Linked DNA regions of Mus musculus: all the other regions are linked to region 3. A link is a contact called in public Micro-C and promoter capture Hi-C data. All regions are on one chromosome and are shown on one strand. Each heading gives the region's core, a stretch centred on a gene start, on an enhancer-like site or on the middle of the called end of the contact. The rest is flanking DNA. Distances are from core to core; before and after follow the strand shown. Region 1 overlaps Gm13707 (a long non-coding RNA gene). Region 2 holds the start of Ola1 (Obg-like ATPase 1). Region 3 holds the start of Dlx1 (distal-less homeobox 1). Region 4 holds the start of Lrp2 (low density lipoprotein receptor-related protein 2).

Region 1 (2,909 bases), core at 218-2,717, 1.9 Mb before region 3:
ATTTCCACACTGAAAGTGAAACAAAGGAACAGCGTGTGGGGAAGTTGCAACCACCCACAAGAAAATCCATGTAAGATGTCAAACCAGAATGTTAAAGACAAAACAGACATTTACTTGAAGGCTTATGCAATCCTAGTCCAATAGATGATCTCACCCTTGTAAGGAAAGAAGTGAACTAGCTCACCACAAAATTCTATAACCAGGTCTATAAAATGCCGTGTAAAACTGGAAGAATACTGAGGACGGAAAAAAAAAACCTGTAAGAACTGGATGACTAGGAAGAAGCTGTGGCTTGTAGCTTGGCATGGAGGAGGTACTGGATGGAGAACAAAAAGGGAGAGGAAGGTTACCCAGATGATAGATGGCAAAGCTCTTCTTAGAGGCTGAGGTAGGACTGATTGGGCCAATCCAATGACATGAAGCTTCTGGGAGTCCCAGGGGGTGAGTGGGCAGGTGACACAGATGGAAACTGCTGGGAAGAAAGGCCAGCCTCATTGACATTCTTCAAATTTCACCGGTAAGAAGAGGACTATTGGAAAGAGGAGTGAAAATGGAAAGAGAGAGATTCAAAGGAGGGGCAACTGGGGTTGTGAGAGGAAGATGAAGTCTGGGGTTGTGAGAGGAAAGCCAGAGAGGGTTTCCAAAAGAGGCGAGGACGATTCAAATGCAGAGGAAAGCCATTTCTCAGGAATTCAGGGTTCAATGGGTGCAAGACGGTGGAGGGGGACCTTCTCTTCTGCACACCCATCTCCAGCACCCAACTCGACAAAGTGTTACTTTTAAATGATCTCCGTTAAGCAATAGGGCATTATTGTTATTTTCAAGTTAAGAAGCGGGAGGCAACATGAAGTTTAGAGTATCTCGAATGTCAGAATGAAAAGCTGGAGAGAAAAAGGTTACAAGAAGAAATTCTCAAACGTTATGAAGAACAAATGTGCCTGGCAGAGAGTCTGACATAACGTCCTGCTCTGAGCTTCTGAGCACACGGCAATGAGAGGAGCGACATTAAAAAGAGGGCAGCTGGAGAGGTCTGGTTGTGATTCCAGTTTCAACAAATAAGGAAGGAGCTGGGAAGTGCCATTCTAATGAATAATAATGATGATAATAATACTAAAACCCAACAACTTCACTAGATCTATCAGAGAAGCAGAGTCTTGGGATAAAGTGTTGTCCCTGAAATTGAAGAGACAGACAGGTGGAGACAGAAAACAAGAACTTACAAGGACAGCCAGAAACCAGTGCATTTGGATGACGGAGTATGCAGAGCCTGTGAACTTACACGACAGAGGGACTCAAGGAAGCACTCAAAGCCGATGAGTGATTAGCCAGGGGCCTTGAGATGGAGAGAGCTTCCGGGATTACCCAGGTGAACCCAGCATAAACATTCAAAGTAGAGACTGTGTGCATGAGCTGCGGTCACAGGAACATGATGCCATGGAAGAAAGGCCAGGGCTTTGCAACACTGTTGGTTTTGAAAATTGAGGAAGAGGGTCAAAGGCCAAGGAACGTGGGTGGCTTCTAGAACCTGGGCTGCAACGCTTCCCTAAAACCTTTGGAAGAGAGCAGCCCTATGGAGGCTTTGACTCTAACCCAGGTGTGGGGCCACTGACTTCCAGAGTTGTAAAGCAGTGAGTTCACGAGGTTTCAAGTCACTGCAGTCTTTGTAATTCATTATGTGAACAGTAGAAATTAAACAAACACAATATGCTTTAAGATTTTCTAGACAGTCCAGTGCCTACCAAAGAGCCCAACAGTTCTGAAGAGTGAGGAAGGGCTGCCAGAAGCCGGGTTCTCCTCAGGAGACACGTCATCTAGGAATCCCCAGTGGCTACTCTACTAGAGTCAGCAAGGTGTCTGGATAGGCAGAGAGTCCATTCACCTGGGTCAAGGCACATGCTGGCTCCTGGCGACCGATGCATAAATCTCCTGCAGAAGCCTGAGTTTGTCACTCCTAAGTAATGCAGTGCTTATGCCCAGGACAGAAGTGCAAACTGTAACTGCAGTGACTCGCAAGGCTTGAAGGAAAAAGGTAACTTGGGTTGGCTGGGTTGAGGTTTATGTGAAAAGAGGGAACATTGAGTACTCTTAGAACATGAGGCTGTAAGAAAGTGGAAGAAAGCTTCAGACACAATCAATCAATCAATCCTTCCTTCGTCCTTCCCTCTCCTCCTTCCTCCCCCCCCTTCCTGTCTGTCCTTTCCTGCTTCCTTCCTCCCTCCATCTATTCTTCCCTTCCTTCCCTTCTGAAAGACAAGGTCTTATAGTTGCTCTATAGCCAAAAATGACCTTTGAACTTCTGATCTTCCTGCCTCTACTCCCTAATTGTTGACGATGTAGGTGTATACCACTCCAGCCAATTTATGCGGTCCTGAGGATGGAACCCAGTGTACCACGCATATGAGGCAAACACTCTACCAAAGGAGCTATATCCCCTGCCTCTGCCTCTCAATTCCTGATGCTGTTTTGGGCACTTCTGTGGGGTGGCCAGGACTCTGTGACAGGTAGGATCTCTGTGGCCTGAGATGTTGTAGATCATAAACCTTGCCTTTATGTAGAACACTGCAAAGGGATGCACAGCATGGCACAGAGGAGAGTCTGAGATTTGGAATCCAAGATCTCAGGGCAGTGGACTTCTGGGCTATTCCAGGGAGGATATATTCCAAATGGCAGGAATATGTACCAGTGTGTGCTGTTATACTGAGGAAGCTGACTTGGAAGAAAAGGGCACAGGTTAGTGAGGTAGGAAAGGACCGCCTGCCATCTGCCAGCAGCCTAAGTAGCTCTTTCCATCTCACCTTACTCCCCTCCCCCTTCCTCTGGGAGGGGTGTGGTGACAAATGGGAAGGCAGATGCTGGGAAGAAGAATCATCACTTGGGCCCACCTAAGTACCAGTCATCTGGAAAGAAGA
Region 2 (2,959 bases), core at 238-2,737, 1.7 Mb before region 3:
AAGGCACAGCTACATAATAAAGCCATGATATGTGTGTGTGTGTGTGTGTGGGGGGGGATCAGAGTAATTGAAAATAGCGTTATTTTTTAATGTCTCAGACCTCTGTGCTGTTCATGTGCGTTAGCTCGATGGCGGTTACAAGCTGTGTACTGCTTATCCCTGGGGTCTATTTTACACATACAATGATGACAAGGATACTAGGCTGAGTGTGTAGTGCATTAGTAACTGTAGAAAGTAAGGACTTACGTGACTGCTTTGACAGTAACAATCTTTAACCAATAGCAAAACTAAAGACAAAGACCCTGTCTTTAAAATGTATCAAAAGAGCTCTAAGGCTTTCCTAAGATCACTCTCACGGGGTGACAGAAAAACCTTAATGCAATTTTATTACAAACAGTGGCTCAGCTGCTGCTTGTCAGTCACACCATTCAAAAAGTTTCTGACAGAAAGTGAAGAGTTCTAGATCTGTGAGATGGCTCAGTATGGAGAGGTGCTTGCTGCTAAGCCTTACGAATCTGAGTTTCATTCTCAGAACCTGCAAAGTACGAGAGAACTGACTCCAAGCTGTTCTTTGACCTCACCAGAACTGTTGTATACAAGAGCGAATCCACACAAGCACACATACAATAGGCAATAAACATAATTAAAAAAAAAAACTCAGATTTTTGCAGAGAGATCAGGGTTTGACATGTGTCTTCTGTCACTAGTTTAGTTGTGAAACTTTACCTGATACTTTTCTGATACTATTCTGTCATCTGCAAATTGGGGATTAGCAACCAATTCACACTCTTTTCTTTTATTTGCAACTGGTATGTTTGAAAAAAAATTATAATTTCTGGACATTCACTGTAACAAATACTTGAAAGTCATTGGAGAAAACCTAATAAACACCTTTTTGTCCCAGTGGAGCTCATAGTGTAGTTAGAAGGTGACTTTATACATATTATTTGATTTAATCCTACCAATAGCCTTATGAGATGGATCGCAGTAGTCTCATTTTAGAACCAGGAAGAAATCATGTTTCCTTCTCATAGTTCTTAACCTCGCAGAGGAAAGGGATGTATGTGCGGCGACGAGGAAGAAGATGGTGACTCTTTAAATGTTTTATGCACTTCTGTGGCTGTTAAGTGCGTCTTGGATCCGAAATTTTCCTTGGTCCATTTTTCCCTTGAAGAAAGTTTAATGGCTTCTCATCGTTAACCCATCTGAAAGAAGTTACTGGAAAGGGGAGAAGGGCGGCTCCGTGCAGGTAGCAAAGGCTGATCTGGGCACGATCAGTCAGGGACAAGATAGATCCCAGACGAAGCAGGAGCCCGGAACCGGAGCAGTGGAGCTGAAAGAAACCTGGAGGCTCGGTGGAAGCCCACGTGTAGAGAGACGCAGAAACCCGGTGCTGCTGAGCGCCCTCCTCCTCGTAGGCCCCGCCCATCCGGGCCCGGGCATCCGGGCCAATGGGCGTGACCCTGTGGGGGCGTGGCCTGCGCACAGGTGCCGCCCCGGCCCGCCCGTTCCGTCGCCTCTGCCGTCGTGCGTGCGGCTCGGCGGAGGGCCGGGCTTGCGCTCTCTCCGCCTTCTTCCCCACCTCCGGCTGCCGGCGACACCGGTCTTTGCAGTCCGGGACCCCGTGCGATCGTTAGCCCGGTGCACGGTGAGTCCCCGAAGGAGCCCGTGGGCTCCCGGGCCAGTGGTTCCGAGGCTGGCGCTAGGCCGGAGACCGGCCGCCGGGACGGGCTGAGGGCAGCGGACAGCTTGGGGCATGTGGATGAATGAGGCGCCCTCGGACTAGGCCGCGCGGCCACGAGATTGGCTCTCGCCGCAGTCTGGGGGAAAGTCTTGCCTCAGGGCGGGACGCCAATGCCGGGTCAGGAGGGGAAGGGTGGTGTGCGGAGGTCCTGCTTGGCTGGACTGCGGGGGCACCCCTTGTAGGTCACCCCTTGTAGGCTCCAGGACTGGACGGGCTCTCCCCATGCAGCTGTTCATTGGAGGCCCGGAACAGGTGTCAGGATCCCCAAAATGGGAGATCCTTGGCCTCCCGGTCTGGGATTACAGGTTGGAGTATCACTTCTGGAGCAGGCGGAGTGGGGAGAAGGAGGGAGGAGCAGCGTGGCTCTAGGAGGTCCAACCAGCCAGAAGGCAGGGACAGTTTTAGTTTCCAGGTTCTAAGACGCGCAAGGTTGCAGTTCCTCGTAGGTTCCTGTTGCAGTGTTAAAAGTGAGATCAATTTTGCACAGTGGACCTTGGAGCCAGGACAAGAAAAGACAGAAAGTTTGGACTTGTCAATCAAAAGGTATTTGAAATAGGGCTGTATATAGCCTACTGGTAGAGCGCTTGCTTTTAGCATACATGAAAGCTCTAGGTTGGATCTTGAAAAGGAACGACAAGGTGAGTGCCTTCAAAGTATCCAGTGTAGAGTGTGGGTTTCAAAAACTGTTTAATAAGGACTGACGGTAAGCTTACCTACAGTGTCAAAGGCAAAAAGGTCTGGCTTCGAAGGACCTCCAGGCCTAGTAGTGACCATCAGTGTGGTGAACGCTGAGTTGTGGAGAGAGGCGGGTTCCAAGCGGTGGAGGAATGATTGGCGAGAGGTGACATGGTTGCTGGTGTTTCTGTAATGGGCTTCCTTAGACTTGTGTCTCTTCTCCTTCCAAATGCTTTCCTTCAAATACTATGACAGGTTAAGAAGGCGGTTGTCGGCAGCCAGCACGGAGGATTGGAACTAAGTTTTAAGTTTATCTTTGATTCCCGCTGCTGCAGTGTTTCTGGGACTACTCAGAAGTGATACATGTACACATTTTAGAATCAGATCTGTTTACAGAGACCCTCCCCTCAAAAAAAGTATGGGTTTTGCTCATATTTTAGTTGTGGATTGGTACAGACAGTAGGTTTTCTTGTCTACTACCCAGTAATATATTCTGTATACAGACATGTGTTTTGTTTATAGGGGAGTCTTAAAAGTTCA
Region 3 (2,879 bases), core at 21-2,520:
TGCAGGCGGTAGTTGAGGTTTAATTACCCTTAATTGCATACATTGTTTATAGCGCTACGCAATAAATAATTACCGAGACTAATACGTGCACATGTGGGTTTCTGTTTTCCAGCAGGGCATTGTGTGCTCGGCGCACCGAGCGGCCCAGAGGCCCAGCCAGTGCCAGGAGACGCGCTCGGATTTATCCTTTGCTGGACAGTTGTAAATTGAATTGACTTATAATTTTTTTCTTTTCAGTGACAAGGATCCACAGATTGATATCCGAAACCTCTACTACTTCCGCGCTTTCCCCACCCCCACCCACCTCTCTACCCCACACTCTCTTGTCTTTTCTCTTTCCCCCTCCCCTTCTCCCCCTCTCTCCTATTCTCCTTCCCTTCTCTCCTTGTCCCTGGCAAGCGCACGTACCTGGGTCCTCCAGGCGGCTCTGGGCGAGGCTGGCGCTGCCGGGGTAGGACTGCACGGAACTGATGTAGGGGCTGGACGCGTGGCTGCTGACCGAGTTGACGTAGGGGTAGCCCAGCGGTCGGGAGAAGGATGAGGCCGAACTGTAGGCACCGTCGGGCTGCGAATGGCCCGCCGAGTGTAAACAGTGCATGGAGTAGTGCCCGTGGGACATGGGAGAAGGAGACATTTGCTGGTTGGGCGGCCCAAACTCCATAAACACAGCCTTGCCCGACACGGGGCTGTTGAGACTTTCTGGCATGGTGGTCATGGTCATCTCTTCTCGCGGGGTCTGGGTGTGGGTCTTTCTCTCCTCTGCTTCCCTTTTGGGGGTCTCTATGTTTCTCAGGACAGGAAGGAACCCAATTTAAGCGGAACAGGGGTTTTCACTTTCCATTCATAAGAAAATGGAGTTTGTCTCTTTGAAAAGTCTAAGCATGATGCTGCCGAGCTCCCCAAACTCGGTTCAAAGCTTTGACTCAGCCAAGGTCATAAATATTCATGAGCTGGTGGAGCTGATTGGTCGGCTCTCTTGCATAATCACCGGGGATTGGTCCGAGAAGCTCGGGCTCGGCTGGACTAGAGCGGGCGACGCGGCCCGGCCTGGGGAGAATCCGGTCCACACGTCCCGGCCGGGGCTCCTCTGCAACAGAGCGCGCGGAGCGGGACGCACAATGGGCTGCGGCGTCCGCGCAGGAACCTCGAAGGCGCGCGACTCCAGCCTCCCGCCTCCCTCGCGCGCTTCCCGCCCCAGAAACCAACCAGCCGCGCCCTGCCGTCGCCCTCCCCCTTGCTGTCCCCACCCTTCGCCCGCCCCCAACGCCTGGGACCCCGGACCACTTCTTCTTGAGGTCACCTAGTCCGGTGCGGAGCGCCGCTCCAGAGTCCGGCCGCGGTCTCTGGATCGCGGAGTCGCGCACTGGGCGACAACCCAGGTAGCCTGCAGCCAGCGGTCCTTCTGAGCGTCTTGTGCCTAGCTCAGCGCGCTCCAGGCCGCGCCTCCCAGGTTGGGGTTCTCTCGGCCACATCCCGGGGATCTGGGTTTGGGGGCCCTCTGGCCCAACTCACTCACTCGGCCGCCGCCCCGCCGTTGCCACCGTTCCCAGGGGCTTGCTCGCATCTCTCCAGGCCCAGCTGGCCACTCCAGCTCGAGGCTGCACGGGTCTGATCAAAGCAGTGCGCGTGGAGAGCCAGGAACCCACGCTTCTCCACCCAGGAAAGGCGGCCGCACCGCCTCCCCCCTCCTTTCCCTCCCAACCTTCCTGCCTCCCCCTCCCCTCTCCACTCCCCCTGAGCCACGAGCCCCGGGCTCACTCGCCCCGAGGGCGCGGCTCAGCGTGGAGTCCTGAGGGCCCGCAGTCGCCTGGTGGCTGGTGCATCGAACTCCTGCCAGGTGGTCATTTTCCGACCTCCTGGGGTCTGGCCAGAGTACTTGGGGTTTGGGAGTCCTAGGGAGACACCGACACCCTCAGCAAATCCTGATCAGTGGTAGGCTTGAATATTTGTGTTTAGATATGCCCCTCTCTGTCGCCCGATCTCTTCCTCACCTCCAGTGGCCAAAGCTGGAGCCTCCGGGCCCGGGGGTGAGGTGGGGAAGCTGGTGAAGGAAAGAGCTGCCAAAGCGCGCTGTCTACCATCTGGGTGCAAGTGTTGAAAAGTGCACAAAAGATTCTCTCGCACTCCACCCCCCCACTACTACCACACACCACCTCGCGTGGCGCAAACTACGCTGGTTGCTAGGGACTGTTGGTTCCCAATCCCGCCAGCCCCACGATGAATCCCAAATTACTTTGTTAGGTAATTAGAAAGTGTTGATAATTATTTCTTTCATAATTTAGCGGTGTGACGGGGACCGGGGGAAATGATCTTGTGAAAGTTCACACGTGCACACGTATTAGTTACTGATTCATTTGATTAAATGGTAGTCTCAAGTGCTCAGATCCGCAGCTGAAGGCGCCCCATTAGCATAACACTGATGTTTAATTTTCATACGCATAATTAGCCATATATTTAACACTAATAGCAACATGCAGCCTTTCAGCGTTAAACAGCCCGGGGATTTGATCTGGCCTGAGCTGAACCTGCGCCGCGGCACCTTCCCCTATCTGGAGTGCACAGTGATCACAGGGAGACCTCTGTAATCAAGCACATTTTGGCAGAGGGAACACCAATAAAAATGAACATTCAAAACAAATTACATCGGTGATGTCGTTACAGATATGAGTACAGGGGATTCATTCTCATTCTCTCTCTCTCTCTCTCTCTCTCTCTCTCTCTCTCTCTCTCTCTCTCTCTCTCTCTCTCTCTCTCCTTCAGCAGCAGCTCCTGCCTAAAGATTTCCTCTTCTGATTAAAGGCATGAGGCTGTGCGCAGAAACATTTCATGCAGCATGTTGGTTGGAGCAAAAGAGAAAAACAAAAGAAAGAGGAAAAAAA
Region 4 (2,987 bases), core at 181-2,680, 1.9 Mb after region 3:
CAGCCCTTTTGCTTAAGGAAAACGACTCTAGGAAAATGGTCTAGGGCTCTATGGGCTTGCTGCAGCGACTGGGGCAGAAGATTCTGGGATGATCAGGCTGAGAATCAGCCGGGTCCTCCGGTGGGGCTCCTAGAGCAACCAATTGCACCGACTGACTCGTCTCGGCACTGCGGAACTGAAGACCGGGGTCTGAAGGGCTCGTGTAAGGTCCACTCTCTTAAAGAGGGTTGTCTCCCAGTTAACAGGTTCAGTGTGGTCCCCGAGGGGAACCATAGAGTTCTCCCGAATTCCTGGTGTTTCTCTCATTATTGGCATTGCGGAGAAAACAACCCCTCCCCCAAGTTTTGTTTCGAAATGAACAGAACTGTAGGAGACGCTGTCTGGCATGACTGACACCTGACGCTTGGGGAGCCAGATAGTTATGGCCTCCAGAGCAATGATAGAATCTCCTCTCTGACTATAAAAACACAAGCTACCCCATCTGGGTAGCCTGCACCCTGTCAGGGGGAGGAGGGCCCCGAGGCAGCTTAGCGAGTTCACACCGAGGCAAGGAGGTCAGGCGGCTTGGCTCTGTCCAGCTTTTTTCTGGTCCTCCCTCCCTCCCTCCCTCCCTCCCTCCCTCCCTCCCTCCCTCCCTCCCTCCCTCCCTCCCTCCCTCTTCCCTTCTTTTTGAGACAGGTTCTTTCTACATAGCCCAGGCTGTCCTGGAACTGTGTGGACCAGGTTGGCCTCAAACTCACAGAGATCCACTTGTCTCTGTCTCCCGAGTGTTGAGATGAAAGACCCGCACTAAAACACCCTCTGCCTTTTCTTTTCTTCCCCCTTCTTTCTCTTCCCCTTTCCTTGCTCCCCTTTCCCCATTTGTTCTTTTTCTTTCCCTTTTCATCTTTTCTCTTTCTTTCTTTCTTTCTTTCTTTCTTTTTTTAGTCGCTGCTCTTGACTTCCCCCCTTTCTCCATTCCTTCCCACCGGTGATAACGTTTTAGAGTTTGTGTCCGTGGCCAATTTCTTCCTCGCCCCGTCTAGCCATCCCTCTGAGTGGCGAGGCCAAGCCCTTGCTCCGAATGTGAGCAGCGGCGATTATTGTCAGTGATTGAATAGGACCTTGGAGTGTGTGTGCTCGTGCGAGCGAGGGGTGGGCGCTCGCCAGCGTGGGAGGCAGTTTTGTGTTCCCGGAGCCTGTGCTCCTGGGTGAGAGCATGCACGAGCGAGCGCGCTTGTGGAGTGTGCATGTGCTAGCGCGCAAGTGTCCGAGGGCCCACTCCTCCCAGAGTCGCAAAGTGCAGGGGGCGGGCCGGGCAGTAGGGGGCCTGGCCCACTGGATTCCCGCATGCTAGTTCCGGGGCGGTCTGGTCTAGAGGGCTTTATGCACTGTCTGGAGGGTGGGGACTGGCGCGGGTAGAAAACGGGATGCCTCAGGCGCCGGGACCGGCTTTCTGCCTCTAGGAGCCAGCGACTGCTGCTGAGCAAGACTCCTGTTCCGGAGCGGAGTAACCTGCCTGTGCCCGCTGCGACGCGCGCCCACCTCCCGGGGAAGGAACGGCGAGGCCCGGGGCCGTCTCCGCGATGGAGCGCGGGGCCGCGGCGGCGGCATGGATGCTGCTGCTGGCGATCGCTGCCTGCCTGGCGCCAGTCAGTGGCCAAGGTAAGCGGTCACCTGCCCGCGCTACGCCACCATAGTCGCTGCGGAGCTGAGCCGGACGAGGGTGGGCGGCTGCGGAGCTGCTCCGGCTGAGCGCTCCGGTGACCCCAGGAGAGATGACTGCAGCGCCGCTTCTTGTACTGGTTGGGGAACGCGGACGCACCGGTTTCGGTGACAGCTCGTCCCACGGCTATCGTGCCTTTGTTCCCACGGGAATTAGTCCTGACCCTCAAGGCTTTCCAGGATGGAACCTGGAGTACGAGGGTCTCCCGCGTGGGTCTGCAGCTTTCTTCTGGCTGGGGCGGGGCGGTCCTCCACGCCGCTCCCAGCGCCGCTTTCCACCTGCAGCGTCCAGCCGGCGCGGGAGATCCGATCCCACCGTGCGCCAGGGGCCGCCGGCCAGAGCCTCCTTCCATCAGTGGCGAAACCCTGTCCCGCGGTGACCCCCATGAGACCGCATCTCATGATACCGATCGTTTACGAGCCCAGATAAGGCGGGGAGGTGGGATTGGCAGAGGAAGCGGCTGATACACTAGAGTACTTTTCTTGAAGGCTTTCCCTTTCCTACCCAGAGCGGGTGCTTTTGTGTTGATGAATGGAGCTGGTTAGCTGCGCCTGAGTTTGGGGACTGGAATGCAGAAAGTTTCTAAAGTGACTACAAACTTTTTCAAGTTGTCCGGGAGGTTTTTTTTTTTTCCTTCCCCGTGAAACAGGGAGAGAGAGGAAAGGGAGGAAATTATTTAGAATAGAAAACTATAAGAGAAGAAAATGAGAGACAAGTTGAAAGGAATGGAGAAAACGGGAAAGCAAAGTGAGGAAGGAGGGAGGGAGGGAGGGAGGGAGGGAGGGAGAGAGAGAGAGAGAGAGAGAGAGAGAGAGAGAGAGAGAGAGAGAGAGACTGACTCAAGGAGAACCCACGAGCTCTCTCCCTGGCTTTCGTTGCTAGGTAGCAGCCTGGTGCTGCGTGTGACCGACCACCAGACAGACAGAACGGACGCTGCAGCCTCTGCAGGGACTAATCTGTCTGTGGGGATGGGCCAGTCCCCACTTCCCCTCCCGCTCTTTCCCGTCGGACAACTTAATTGCCCTACAATAAAAATGAAACCCCTATTGTTGCAGGATTAGTCAAAGCAATAAATTGATTTCCCTAGATCACATATTGGGGTTGATGGGTGAGGACTGTGGAAGCCCCCATTTATAGAGAGGAGAGAGGGGAGGGCTTGTGGATGGGCCGTGGCATGTATTCAAATGGTTAATCTGCTTTCTTTCCTCAATTCTTAGCGTAAGCTCCTTAGAGGGAATCAAGTAAGTAATTATACAGCAGCTCCAGGCAGCACCCATCTCAG

The links. Promoter capture Hi-C pulls out the DNA fragments that hold promoters and counts their contacts. Hi-C and Micro-C count contacts between places; a contact is called where the count stands out from the background.
Region 1: a contact with region 3 is called in a promoter capture Hi-C map of hippocampal neurons, with 6 times the contacts expected there. The contact joins the enhancer-like site here to the promoter of Dlx1 in region 3. A contact is called at or near these places in 5 of 39 promoter capture datasets (the C10 cell line, hippocampal neurons, liver and 1 more) and 1 of 9 other capture datasets (embryonic stem cells).
Region 2: a promoter capture Hi-C map of liver shows a contact between it and region 3, with 4 times the contacts expected there. The contact joins the promoter of Ola1 here to the promoter of Dlx1 in region 3. A contact is called at or near these places in 3 of 39 promoter capture datasets (hippocampal neurons and liver), 1 of 115 datasets of contacts at active chromatin or transcription factors (kidney) and 3 of 9 other capture datasets (adipose tissue, embryonic tail and liver).
Region 4: a contact with region 3 is called in a Micro-C map of embryonic stem cells, with 13 times the contacts expected there. The contact joins the promoter of Lrp2 here to the promoter of Dlx1 in region 3. A contact is called at or near these places in 4 of 39 promoter capture datasets (embryonic stem cells and liver), 10 of 484 Hi-C or Micro-C datasets (all in embryonic stem cells), 3 of 115 datasets of contacts at active chromatin or transcription factors (all in embryonic stem cells) and 1 of 9 other capture datasets (embryonic stem cells).

What each region holds. Positions count from the first base shown.
Region 1 is chr2:73,394,254-73,397,162 of GRCm38.p6, reverse strand. The region is part of intron 2 of Gm13707 (a long non-coding RNA gene); the gene reads right to left. Among named protein-coding and RNA genes, the nearest start is that of Gm13707, 8.9 kb to the right of the region's middle. Within about 2 kb of position 1,467, at least 7 of the 459 cell types and tissues checked have an H3K27ac peak or open chromatin away from gene starts, as enhancers often do.
Region 2 is chr2:73,212,975-73,215,933 of GRCm38.p6, reverse strand. Ola1 (Obg-like ATPase 1) reads left to right here and starts at 1,487. Exons shown (of 11, transcript NM_025942.2): 1 at 1,487-1,648.
Region 3 is chr2:71,527,836-71,530,714 of GRCm38.p6, reverse strand. It overlaps Dlx1 (distal-less homeobox 1), which reads right to left and starts at 1,270. Exons shown (of 3, transcript NM_010053.2): 1 at 409-1,270. The coding sequence starts at 721. It also overlaps Dlx1as.
Region 4 is chr2:69,584,472-69,587,458 of GRCm38.p6, reverse strand. It overlaps Lrp2 (low density lipoprotein receptor-related protein 2), which reads left to right and starts at 1,430. Exons shown (of 79, transcript NM_001081088.2): 1 at 1,430-1,644. The coding sequence starts at 1,566.